Regions from separate parts of the Gasterosteus aculeatus genome. Here region 2 is linked to region 1. The links are chromatin contacts, called in public Hi-C maps. All regions are on one chromosome and are shown on one strand. The core of a region is the stretch at or near the end of the contact, and the rest is flanking DNA. Distances in the headings are between cores, read along the strand shown. Region 1 overlaps gtf2b (general transcription factor IIB). Region 2 holds the start of hs2st1a (heparan sulfate 2-O-sulfotransferase 1a).

Evidence for each region. A called contact is a pair of places that touch in the nucleus more often than the background predicts.
Region 2: a Hi-C map of whole body shows a contact between it and region 1, with 3 times the contacts expected there. The contact joins the promoter of hs2st1a here to the enhancer-like site in region 1. A contact is called at or near these places in 3 of 6 Hi-C or Micro-C datasets (skeletal muscle, tail fin and whole body).

Annotation. Positions count from the first base shown.
Region 1 is chr3:9,962,771-9,969,375 of fGasAcu3.hap1.1, reverse strand. gtf2b (general transcription factor IIB) reads right to left here. Exons shown (of 7, transcript XM_078099104.1): 2 at 1,639-1,751; 3 at 105-238; 4 at 1-6. The coding sequence starts at 1,669. Among protein-coding and RNA genes, the nearest start is that of lrrc8da, 4.4 kb to the right of the region's middle. Within about 2 kb of position 2,940, at least 9 of the 9 cell types and tissues checked have open chromatin away from gene starts, as enhancers often do.
Region 2 is chr3:10,008,628-10,015,232 of fGasAcu3.hap1.1, reverse strand. hs2st1a (heparan sulfate 2-O-sulfotransferase 1a) reads left to right here and starts at 4,040. Exons shown (of 8, transcript XM_040171740.2): 1 at 4,040-4,254; 2 at 4,407-4,583. The coding sequence starts at 4,460. It overlaps selenof (selenoprotein F), which reads right to left and starts at 3,894. Exons shown (of 5, transcript XM_040171755.2): 1 at 3,567-3,894; 2 at 2,469-2,636; 3 at 1,038-1,101; 4 at 552-601; 5 at 1-366. The coding sequence starts at 3,701. The coding sequence ends at 235. cldn18 (claudin 18) reads left to right here. Exons shown (of 5, transcript XM_040171752.2): 5 at 1-42.

The sequences.
Region 1 (6,605 bases), core at 1,691-4,190:
GGTTCCCTGTGGTGAAAAATGGTAAGTGTTTATTATTTGGAGGGACAAGATTTACTGTGGTAAAAACTCACCGCGAGGCTCATTTCTAACAGAGAGCGCCTCACCTTGCTGATCATGGTGGTTAGGTCGCCCCCATTGAGCAGCGGGTTCTGGGCGTCTCCCACTCTGGATGGATCCTTGAGTGCTTTCTCATTGGAGAACGTCCTCCACTCTGAGCCGACGTCGATAACACGGTCACCTGAGGAGAATTTAAAAGAAATGGGATTAAAAAATAAATAGACAATTCAACATTAATAACTTTTTAGGCGTTTGATGGAACTATGATTTATTTTGCACAAGCACCAACACAAGGAACCAAAATGTAGTTAATTGTCCTCGTGGGAGATTGCAACATTTTTTTGCTTTAAATAGACACTTCATATTTGTAATACATTTTTGTTTGAAGATGTTTACAGTCTGAACTCGACAACGCCCAAAATTAGCTGTCATTAAAAGAATTACAATTCTAACCTACATCTGTCCGATTTCTGTGAAATGTTACAACAAACCATGGTAGTTTAATAAAGCGGACACATTTTGTTCAGTCCAGTGAATAATCTGCACATACAAACAAAATGCAGTCACTGTCTTCCTCGATGTGTATCACATCCCTGTGGTTTAATTAAGCAGAAGACGGAGCCTCATGAACACGTCCTCTGAGACTCAAATACTGTAAATATTGTTTGAATCCTCCCGTAGTGGGTTTCATCAGCTCATCCACAGCCTTATTCATGTTTTACTACTGTTACATCATCCCCTGCTTTCAGATTGTCTTTTTATCGTTGTTGTCATTGTGAGGCAGAAACACATTATGAAATCTGTACTTAACAAATGTGATTGAATTGCATCAAACCGGAGATGTTCAAAAGGACACTGGGTGTGACAAAGACGTATTGCTAGTTATCATATTATGTCCATTAGGCTTATTTCTTTTTTCACATACATGACTGGAACATCTCGACGCCACGTGCCATTCGTCTCCTTAGAGGAGAGCTGAAGCTATGGGAGCAGGAACAGAGGGCCCTTCAGCTCGTATCAGAGCGGCTGGCGTCTCGAGTCTCCCTCCTGACCTGGTCTCTGCTCCGGGGGCTCGTTAAAGAACTGCGTGTTCTCTACGGCTTCGACTTTCAGTTAGCATCACATGTTGAAAGGATTATTTTCTTCATATACTTGATATCTGGGCATTTTGTGCTGATATGTTCTTTGCTGACTGAGAAGATCAATTAAAACACGACACAGTTCTTTTAAAAGCTTCATAATGAATTTTCCATGGTCTTCACCATGTCTGTTGCACTTCTATTTAGGTGTGGTCGAAGACGTCGCAGCAACAGAGACGTCAAAGCCTCAATAACATCAACATCAGACAGATCTTCTCTTCAGCAAAATACGCAGTTAGTGGTGGTCCCCTCTCAATATACTCCACATCCACATTTTCACAAACCCAGTACTCTTCACAACTATGCTCTTGTGTGGCAGTAAATAAAAAAGAAATGTCCTATTACAAATGTTAACAGGTATAATACTACCAAACACTAATTCAAACACTGAAAGCTCTATGATAGAAAGGTAAACATGCAGATAATCGTTGTGTATACTGACCTACTACAAGGCCACATTCAGGGCAGATCATGTCCCCTGCTCTGTAGTCCTCCACCAGTATAGTATCAGGGTGGTTGGGACATTGGACTCTTGGAAGGGACAGGCCATCTCCGCTACAAAAGCAGAACAATTAAGTGATCAAACAGCTCGAAAGGCAAGAAAAAGATGGACAGGGGAGGAAAATGTAGGCAGATGGGCTACGTGGTGGATCAAAGAGACAGACAGACAGACAGACAGACAGACAGACAGACAGACAGACAGACAGACAGACAGACAGAGTTCATGCTGATGCCAGGATACAAAACACAATTTAAAGCTGGTCTCGTCTTCGGAAGCTGGAAAAATAAACTGGTAAATAGTACAGGGAGTATCATTAAAATACATACTGTTACATTGAGCCCTTTAATTTCCTCCATGTTAATGCTTAGAAGAAATACCTGGCAGACTGAAAGCTCAGTGGCCTGAACCTGGTTTGGGCAAAGTCAATATGCCGAGCAGATATTAAGTAAAACATTATCAAAGATTAAAAGAATCAGATGAGCATTAAGCCATGATGGGCTGGGTCATAGGCAGCTGAATAGCATTGAACACTTAACCTTAACTAAATGTTCTCGTTGCTGATAAATCTGATTTTTAATGGTTTAGTGGATGAAATGTAAAACTATCTAACTCAGAAATGTAATTGATGTCTTTAAATTGCCTTAGATGTGAAGTCTACTGCTATGTAGAAGAAAATCCTCACATTCATACTGGGCTTAAGATTATTTGGGTTTTAAATTAGAAGTGACATTAAATAATTAAAAATGTATATACATTAAATATTAAGACGATTTATTGAATGATCATTTAAGGAACAATATTGATACAATATGTTTACGGTGACCCCTAAACTAACCCCTGAAAGCCAGTCACAGTGATGTGCGGAAAGCACAACAATCTAAGGGCCTGATATCCGGGACATTACAAACATAATTCCACATTCCCTCCACTATCTACTTTGAATCTACATGTTGATCATAATAAATAATATCCAAACTTCATTCCTTGTTTTTTTTGGGGTTTGTTTTACATAGACGGCTCGTCTACTGCGATACGAGGGCATTTGTGCCCGCTTCAAACTGCAGACGTTAGCATCAACGGTTACCTGTTGACCGTTAGACAGCTAAAGTGTGAAAAAGTGCGAGGCGACAAAAAAAAAATTAAGATACGAAGCGAGGTTGACAAAGTTATTAGCAGCACAACGGTGAGATAATGTCACGGCACAACAGAGAGTGACTTCTGGCAACACCTAGCCAGCTAATTCGGCTAACGTAGCAAAGCAGCGAAATCAATCTGACAATTTACGGGGACAGAAGGAATTTAAGGCGTACAATTATTCCCGTCTAACTCGATGACGTTAATGAGTTTACATTCTGAGAGCCCACATGAAGAAGGAATAGGTGTAAGGTTTGGTTATAGTAGCTACGCACCGGCTTGTCGACGCCATGTTGCTCCTCAGTCCGCCTCTGTGTCAAAGGAACAATCGAATGCACTACCTCTATTTATAACTTTATCTGATCACATGACCGTAGGAGTACGGAGAGGCATAAGGCTCAAACTAGTCGAGACATTTGTATAACGTTTGTATAACACTGTTTTGTTGTTGAGAGAAAGAGAGAGCCAGAGAGAGAGAGAGAGAGAGAGAGAGAGAGAGAGCGAGATGTCTCATATTCCGGTTTGTAAATTCTATGTCCGTTTGGTAACACTACACGTAAGAACATTTTTTTGAGTACATCCTATATAATAATAATGTGTTTGACTAACCAACAACAAAAAGATGAATCATTTTGCAGCATTCTGAGCGCCTTCTGTGTCTGACTCTGCTAGTTTGTGACTGAATGATACTTCCCACGCCTGTGAAGGAAACCAGACAAAGACACAAAGAGTCACATGTTTTTCTTTAGCTTTTGTGGGAGAAGAATGACAAATCTACATCTGTCTACAAAATATATATCTATGAAGTATCATCTAAAGGTGAATAACACATTATTTATAGCACAACTAACATTTATTTCTTACTAAACGTCCATAGAAATTGAAGTTGACTGGATTACCTAAAAAGTATCATTCAAAAAAGCAAATGTGCATCAGGACGACAGCAGGTGGTGCTAAATAACTGACTCATTACAGTGATAAGATTTCATGGAAAGGTCATTTGGCACTGCTCTCTCTCTCTCTCTGTCTCTCTCTGTCTCTCTGGTTAAACAAACAGAGATGTATTACTTTGAGATCATTCTTGTTTGAGTAGTAATGAGACTCAACCTACCAAGGAGTAAGCAGCATTTTAGCAATCCGTCACCCCCAAATGCTGCATTCTCAAACTCAGTCGTCTCGTCGTTTTGTGAGAAGTGTCCCTGAGACGCATTCACGTATATTTAATGTATGTTTTCTGATACCACTAATGATACAAAACCCTCCTGGGCGGCCTTACTGCACAAAGCGGTGGAAACTGAACTAGCACAAACCGTAACAAGTCACAGCATGAGAGATATCCCTGGCACATCAAACAAAGGCATGTACAGACCAGTATGCCGGTGTCCGATGTGTCCTTTCAAACACACATAAAAAAACATATAGTACTACCACTGTACTAACCACCCCAATCCCTCAGGTTCCCAACTGCACCATCATATTACATCCCATCAGAATCCTTCATTACTATACTGTATGTCAAGTAATAACAAAGGATCCACACGCACAAGCAAATGGCCTGTGCAAACGTCTTGGGTAGTGTGTGTTTTTTTACACACTGATACACACACTCATTTTCCCCACTACATACCAAGGACTTGACCTAAGACTGAATTTCCACAGTCTGTGTGTGTGTGTGTGTGTGTGTGTGTGTGTGTGTGTGTGTGTGTGTGTGTGTGTGTGTGTGAGACTACTGTTTTTGGCTTATCGTGCTTACAGGAAATGAATTACCATAAACGCATGTTTGTTTGGGTTTGTGCCTTTGGTTTAAAATTGAAAAACTTTGCATTTATTTTATCCTCCGCATATAAAACTCACATTTAAAAACTCCAGCTGATGTTTGTGTGATAATATTCCAGCATATTCTTCCAAATCAGAGAAGAAGGTCCCTGGTGAATTATTTATAACTCATTGAGGCAATTCTCAACATACTGAATGGGTTGCCAGGGGTATCTGTGGTCCCCAGCTGTTGGCCCCATTACCGTCAGGAAACTACATACTGTCCAACCACTGCGGCCCAGTATGACAACAAACCAAACCATTAAATCTTTATACCTTTTTCCTTCTCCTTACCTGACCAACCACATATCTCGCCGCAGACATGTAAACATTTGAAGGTTAAAGGAATCTGAATCAGTACCATTAGCAGTACAACTAATGCTATTACCACCTAAACTTTACTGCAAATAGTATTTTATCACCAAGTTGTGGAATCGAAAAAGCAGTTTATTTAAACAAGTTGCAAATGCTTTGGTACATCCATGCAAATGATTACGTACAATTATCTGCTGTTTACTACATTATCAATTGCTTATGTCATGTGGATCAAAATGTATTATAATGGGCCTCTGTTGAATAGTCTCACCCAACTACAACATTTAGGCATCAGTTCATAGCAGTCTTTACATTCAAAATGCATGATAATTTGTCAAGCATATTTCTTCTATATTTCCATTAGACTTTTTTCTAAATCTGTCCTAAATTGGTAAATTGCTCACATGTGAATCTTGACTTTATCGAAGGTGCATTTCATGAGCCATCAACGGGCAAGTATATACATAGCCGGAGCACAACACAATGTTACAATGTCTGACAAAGGAAGGACAGGGAATTAGACAGGGTCAACAGCCCGGGAGAAGAAGAAGAGGAGGAAGAGGAGTGCGGCCGCGTGGCGGAGGAGTTGAGATGCAAAGGAGAGTATAAGGCAGAAGAGGCCGAGGACACATGCGTGTTCCCGATGAGATAGGAGCCGCACTTGTGCACACATTATTCAGCCACACAATACAGAGCGTTTTCTCACCCTTTTAAACACTCTCTGCATTTATCTCATCCGTGAACAAGAGAGGGGTAAGATTGGACTTGCCAAAGTATGCGATAGTTTGGGACAATGTAAGTTTGCAACATCATCATCAGGCAATGGTTTGCGACCCACAACAGGATGCCGATGGAGCTCCTCTCACCCTACTCCCCATTCCTTAACCTCATTGAGGAATTCTTGTAAAGTAAAGTATATGATCGCCAGCCACATACACAGATGACCCTTCTGCTGCCATGGAGGCAGCGTGTGATGACATCAGAGCCGATGCCTCCAGAGGCTGGATAAGACACTCTAAAAGATTATTCTCACGCTGCATCGCAAGAGAAGATATTCGTTGTGATGTGGATGAAAATGTGTGGCCCAACAGACAGGAACATCAGGTGGTGCACTGTAATTCATGCAGCACTGCATGTACCGTTTCCTTTAAGGAGATTGTCCTATGTTCACATTTCTACTTTTTTTTTCCTTCGTGCTTTTTTTCCTAGTGCTGTCTTTTCCTCTCGGTATCGCAATGACATGTCTGTCAACAAACAGTAAAAGCGGTAATGTGAATCTTGTCCAGTCTCTTGCAATTAATCTCCCACATACACTAAGGAGTAATTTACAGTTTAAAATCATTTTCATCCAAACTTTAGCCATAGTTTACATCAGAACAGAACCTCCACAGTACACTGGTAAACTGACAACACGACTAATGACTAATTTCTCAAATCTACCAAACCAACTGATAAAAACTGTAAGTGGGTTCACTTTCACTAATCCAATACTTTTCCCCTTCCTGTTGTCAACCTTGTTATTGTTTGGGATTGTTAAACGGAACCACTACAAACTCAGACTAACTTGCTCAAATCCAAATAAACATTTAGCTCTGTTGCAAAACCACTTTAGTAGAAGAACACAGATCAAATCATCATTGTAC
Region 2 (6,605 bases), core at 2,791-5,290, 45 kb before region 1:
TTATTAGAGCGTGTCTGAGATGATGTGGTCCACACGTTGTTTTAAATGTCATTTTTCAGAACAGCGAACCACACAAACAAAACTCCCTTTGCCTAAAGGTGGATGCAGATATTTCAGGCACATAAAACAGAACATATCTGCATGGCTGCATACAAACAGAGGCTTTGTAATTTGAGTGAAAAGAATTTTAACTTTAAAAAAAAAAAAAAAGGAAAAAAAAAATACAAACTGTTTCTATATCCGGTCTAATTTCTCGCTCAGGAACTCCTCCACACTGTCGGTGTTCCACTTGAGGATGCTGAGCTCTTCAGCGATGTTCCCGTTATCGTCCAAAAGCTTTAGTACAGGATCGGAGCCTCTGACGTACTACAGCGAGGGAGAGGGCGAGTGGGTAAGAGAGAAACACCGTTAGGAAGGCAGGTTTCCCCTCAATACCAATAAAAGACATTTAGTGTGTGCGAGTTATCTGATCAACATTATCTAATTTCACTTCATGTGAGTGTAATTGTGAGAACATATCAACTCGCTGCTGCACGATTCATCCTCCTTACCTTGATCTGAAGACCTTTGAACATCTTTGGCTTGTCGCTCCTGACAAAAGCTGAGGAGATAAAAACGCCCATGAGGCAAATGTCAGGCGATGAATCAGTCAATTAGCTTTTCCATTTTAGTACTGTGGCCTGTAAATAGTGACAACTGGAAAAACCTCCCAGGAATGCGGCGTGAACAGCGGCAGGGACAGTTGAGAACACAGGATGGCCACAGCTGAAGTAAACAAACGGCAGCCACGTTTGCTTCCACACTAAAGAGAGCTGCAGCTACTCCTGACAATGTAATCCGACCCTGAATTAGCCAAATGTGACTCTACGCAGAGGTGGGGGGTCTCCGCCAAAGACAAATAGGGTGTATATAAAAACCTATTGGCCTTTTAGACCACCTGCTGCAAAGAAGGACACACTCCACGCACACATCCCCAGTGATCAACACACTGAAACAGAGAGAGCCGCTACCGTTAAAAAAAAAAAAAAATCCGTTACCTTGGACTTGAGGGAACCTCCCCAGCTTTCATCCACACACCTCAAGGATGGCCCCGGCATAGAGCTGCGCAAAGAGAGACACAATGTCACGCACACGCCCTGCTGGTGGCTGGACAATTGGCCCGGAGGAGCAATTTGATTGAACGATTCATAAACGTGTCCAGGCGACTCCTCGGGGGGGGGGGGTACTCTGCTGAAATTACATTTCTGTGTTTTATTTAACTACACTTTGCTGATCTAGCAGCAAATGCTAGGCTGCTCCAACTGGACGCCTATTCGATATGCATACAAACATTTGTCACGCAAGCCAAGATTAAAAGGGTAAGACTGCCAATGCTCTGCATTCTGTTACGTATGGTCATCATAAAAAAACACATGACTAACATTTCCTGTGGGCGGCTCACAGGCCCAAAACATGTTTTTCGGGCGCTCTGCAGAGAAGCAAGCACGGTTGAAACGAGTAACCAGTGTGCCATCCAGGGCCAATGATTCTTGCTAATTAACAAGGCGGCGCAATAAGTCGTTTCTCTGAGGGTTTAATGACTCGGCACTGATGTCAACTGAGAGACTTCGAAAAAGCAGATAATTGTTGCGGTCTGAGGGCCGAGTGACACTTTTGTTTCTACTGGTAACCTCGGTATGCAGCTGGAGACAGACGATTGTCCGACTATGTGACGTTTCAATCAAATCGTGAGGAGAAAAGGAAATATTCTTTCCTCCTGGTGTCGGGAAATAGAGTTATCATCAAGAGGTGTAATGAGGTGTGCACTACACTTCGCTGCAGAGCTGTTGCTAAGATACCAAACACACTCTGGGGACTTTGCTTAAGTAGAGAATAGTTACATTGTTTTTCCACCATCACTTGGCTCAGTATTTATCCATCAGAGACAAGCAAGGAGTCCTTTTGACTCATCACAAGAGCAGTCAAATCCCCTCACAGGTTACAGGGAGTCACGCTAGGGTTAAGGTCACTGAAATATCAAAAGGATTGCGAGAAAAGAAAAAAAAAAAAGAAGAAAAAAAAAGCTCCTGAGTTTGTCTGTGGAATCTCAGATCTGATGTACAGCTGCAAACCGCATAAACAGTCAGTAACAGGCCCAAACTAGGGTTTTTTAAGTAGAAGCTCAAATGCCTGATGTTGGGATCCTGTCAATAATGCAAAACATTGTGAAGGAGGGGTGCTCTGGGGGCTTCTACCATCTACTGAAGAGCTTGTAGTCTGCAAAGCACAGTAAACTAGAGAAAGAATGCAGATCAGCTCAACACAGCACAATTAATAAACCTGTTGTGCGTCAACATCTGAAAAGTCAGAGTCAAGGCAGCACAGGATGATAAATCTCCTTATTATAAGTCCACGTACTCACTGAGACTGATTCTAGGCATGCAATTACTTTAAGTCTGTCTGTCCCTCTGGAGACCTGTTCCCTTTACCTTGCGCACTTCCATCTGGGCCTCCTGCTGGCAGCACTGCCGGCAGTCGGGCTGCAGCTTGGTGAGGCTGAACTCCCCGAGCAGGTCGCAGGAGCTGCACAGCAGGTTGCTGGAGAAGCCCAGTTCCCTGCACGCCTCCGACGACAGATCGGCACCGTACGCCGACAGCTGGGGGGAGGAAGGAAGAGACGAGAGAACACACACAGGATACATGAAAGGCCATGTAAATAAGTATAACAATATTACTTCAAGTACAGATTTCTGACAGTGTATTGTTGAAAAAAAAAATATATTATATATATATATATATATATATATAAGCCGTATTAGCCTATAGGATGGTGGTGCTACAACTAAAATATAATCTATTAATTTGATTTTTGATATAGAAATAAAACAATCAACAGACATGGCATTTTTATGCGAAGAGGACTTAATTGTAATTTCATTTCTCAATTACAGATATTAGACTCAGTAAACTTTTGGCAATGTGAGCATTAGATTTATCCTCTTTGATGCTAAAGAACACTTTAGTGACACTGTTGTACTGGTGACATAATAACAAAATGACTCAAATAATGATGATGATGACGATGATGATGGCTAATTTTGTTTCGTCAGTTAGGATAGCTACGACTAACCGGCATGTTTAATAAAATCAGGATTTGCTTCGAGTAATCAGAAAACCAGTGTCCTCTCATGTTATATCGCCCCATTGTCCACATTGTCCACCCATGACTTTAGAGGAGAGGACTGATTTACTCAGCAGAGAGCGGCTTCTTGATGAGGACAACTAATGTAACGTTACAAACCCGGAAGTCCTGGTGTAGCTTTGTCTCTTCTTTTTTTTTTTTAACACCGGTTTTGACAAACCAAGCGGTTTATCACTATATAATTTTAGTTGTCGAATAAGTTCTGAGGAGGCTCCACATGAAAACCTGGGCTTTGGGGTTTTCGGGATAAGCCACGTCATTTTGAAGATCCGGGCTCAGCAGGATGAGGCAAAAAAAACTACACATAACAATAGTCGACTAACAACAGCTGTGCCAACGTACAAAACATCGCACGGAAACCACCTGTCTGTGTAAATTAACTCACCGTTTGTAAAAGCGAGAGAAGCCATAGAAGATACACCTCCCCCGACATTTTGGATGCTGCTTTGTTAGCATAAACTACTCGGAGGACCCATTTATTAATCGGAGGGCGGCCACGTTGCGCCTGATCATAGAACATAATAACTAATTATTTATGTTTCCCACATGTTCAACTGTTGCTAACAAAATGCTATTCCTATCAGTTACACCAATATGTCGATGGGTATTTGAGTAATTCAAATTAATCTAATTTAATTGTGTGCGTTTTTTTAGGTGAGGCCTGTTCTACGGTCGACTATCACTGTCTTTTTCTTCTCTGTTTTTATCGGGGTGAAAAGAAAAAAACTACGACACCTGCTGGCGGAGGTCGGGGTCATTGCTTCTGAAAACGGTCCAATCCGGTGTGAACAGACAGATTTAGTCAACCAATAGAAATCCTCCGCCGCGCGCTGGACTGCTGACGCGTCCAATGGGCTCGGCGGTAGTAATAGTGTGTCCGTGGTGCGGTGGTGGACACAAACTGGATGGGACAGAGCAGCGCTACATGGGGGACGCAGGCGACAGCGGCTTGGTACCACCGCTCCGACCAACCGCGGGGACCGATTCTCTCCTCTCATCCGCTCGCGGCGCCCCTCTGTCGGGCACTGACTTGATGAAATAACCAAGCCCCGCGTGAACACATCGCCTTTGAGGTAACCGGACGATTTTAAGACTGTTAGATAAAAACACACGCACACCGAGGGCCATGCTCGCACACTCAGCCGCTTTGTAACCAGCGTCGTCGCTCTCTCTCTCTCTCTCTGTGTGTGTGTGTGTGTGTGTGTGTGTGTGTGTGTTTTCTCAGCGTCTCCTGTCTCTGAGCATGGACTGACCACAAATAACCCTCTGGATGATTTGATGGGGCTGCTCAGAGTCATGATGCCGCCCAAGTTGCAGCTTTTGGCGCTGCTGGCGTTCGCCGTGGCCATGTTCTTCCTGGAGAACCAGATCCAGAAGCTGGAGGAGTCCAGGGGGAAGCTCGGTAAGTTTAAAGGGGTCTGCGGGCCGATGCTGACCTCGCCGTGTAGATACGTGCATCACCGTGGCTGTGCATCTGGGTCGGTGTGCAGAGACCCTCCACTAATCAGACAATGGCACACAGTCATGTTTAATGATCTGGGAGCCGTCCAGACTGAACTTTGCATGGTCATTCCGGGGTATTTGTATTTTAATGCCCTACAGACTCTCCCGTTTGTGCAATGCAACGCGAGATGGAGGAGATGGAGGAGGAGATGCTTTCTTCAGCCTGTTGCCCGGTGACAGGCTTGTTTCGGAAAAATGGCCCGGCTCAGTTTTCTAAAGCCCACGGAGATGTTCTGGTTCAACAAGCGGCTCAAAAAGACGCTTTATTGTAGCCGGTGTTTCTGGAAAGGTGTGATGCACAGTGTATTGCAGGAAACCTCTATTTGCCTCCAAGTGTGTTCTTAGTGATATTCTTTATTCATGAGGACGCCACCCTGCTGCAAATCCTCCCGCTTTACTAAACTCTCTCCCGTGATTGAAACGTAGCCGACGCCGTGTTCAAATCTCATTGTGACTTCCCAAGTTCAGGGGCTCACTCCCAATGAAGATCTGGGACATTGCAGGATTATCCCTGGAGGGATTTTGTTTTGCAGAGAGCAGCAGACGGTCTGAGGGGGAGGCCGGTGTACCCCGGGGGGGGTTCAGACACCACCTCTTGTAACATTTGGTGTGAGTGGGAGCCCGGCACCGACGGGGGGAGGGCGCCGCCAACTGACCAGCTTCTCTGCAGACATTTTGTCACCTCAATAGCAGCAGGAAAAGTGCAGGTGTAATCAATGACATAAAAAATTGCCATGATTTGTTGACTATAGACCATAGAGGGTGGAAAACGGCCGTGATGTACAGGCGTTGTGTGATCATTACAACAGGCACCTGTCAAATCATCAAGTTGTTTTTGGAATCTTTGCTGTGCACAAACGTTAATACGTATGTGGAGTCAAAGTTGTCCTGAAGCCGTTCCTGACGTCTTCAAATATCTCCTTTTTATAGTTATTTTTTATGATCATATGATCATAAAAAAGTGAATCTTTTAAATGTATATGACTGTATAAAACAAAAAGATTCTGGGTTTAAGTCAATGATTTATTCCATGTTAGTTTTTCCTGAGCCTTTTAAGTCGGCGAGTAGTCGAACCGGTATCCAGGCGAGATGGTGAATAAAGAAGTCTTGCGTCTTCATGATTGAATAAAGCCTCCCAGTTGAGTTTTTCACATGTTGGAGCACTCTGGTGTCCTGGTGGGGGTTAGATGGCTCTATTGGCCTGTGGCATGGATTATTGCTGCCGTAAAGTGCTATACTTTACACAGAGTGAAAGCACAGAGACACACACACACCCCTGATGCTGAAACACAACCTGAGAGGCCTTTTCCCCTCCGACTGCCCGCCACCACGAGAATCTGCTGACTTGGCAAAAAGCCTTCTGATGGATGACTGGGTCGAGCAGATGCCTGAGTGCTGCAGCTCTGAATTACGTGCTGCGTGGCCAAATAGTTGTGACTGAGGCTCTAACATTCACGTTGCCGTCCCGAGAGCCGTACCAGGTGCGCCCCGCTGCCAGTCCAGCGGTGCCAAATCGAACCTCCATGAACGATTCTCGCGTGCTTCAAAGCCGGAGAAGCTCCAAGCGTCACCTCCACGGTTCGCCCGTGTTGGTGGTTAAAACTCCACCCTGATCGGAATTGACCGGCGGCGGATCCCATCGCCTCACATGCGGGTTGAATCATTTCCCCCTATTAGCCCCCCCCCTACCTCCCTCCCGCCCCCGGCCTGCAGGGCGGACAAGCTGGGATTTGCTTCCAAAGTAATCGTCGCCTCCCCCGTTTCCCAGAGAAATCTCCTGCATTTCAAGCACGCCGCGATGCAGCGGTGTGTCCCGCCGTGGGCCGAATCCATTATTCTGACGCCATTTCTCTCCGGCTGCTGCCGGCCGGGTCAACAGTAACGCAGCATGACTGCAGGGATGGATGGAATAATAGAGTTT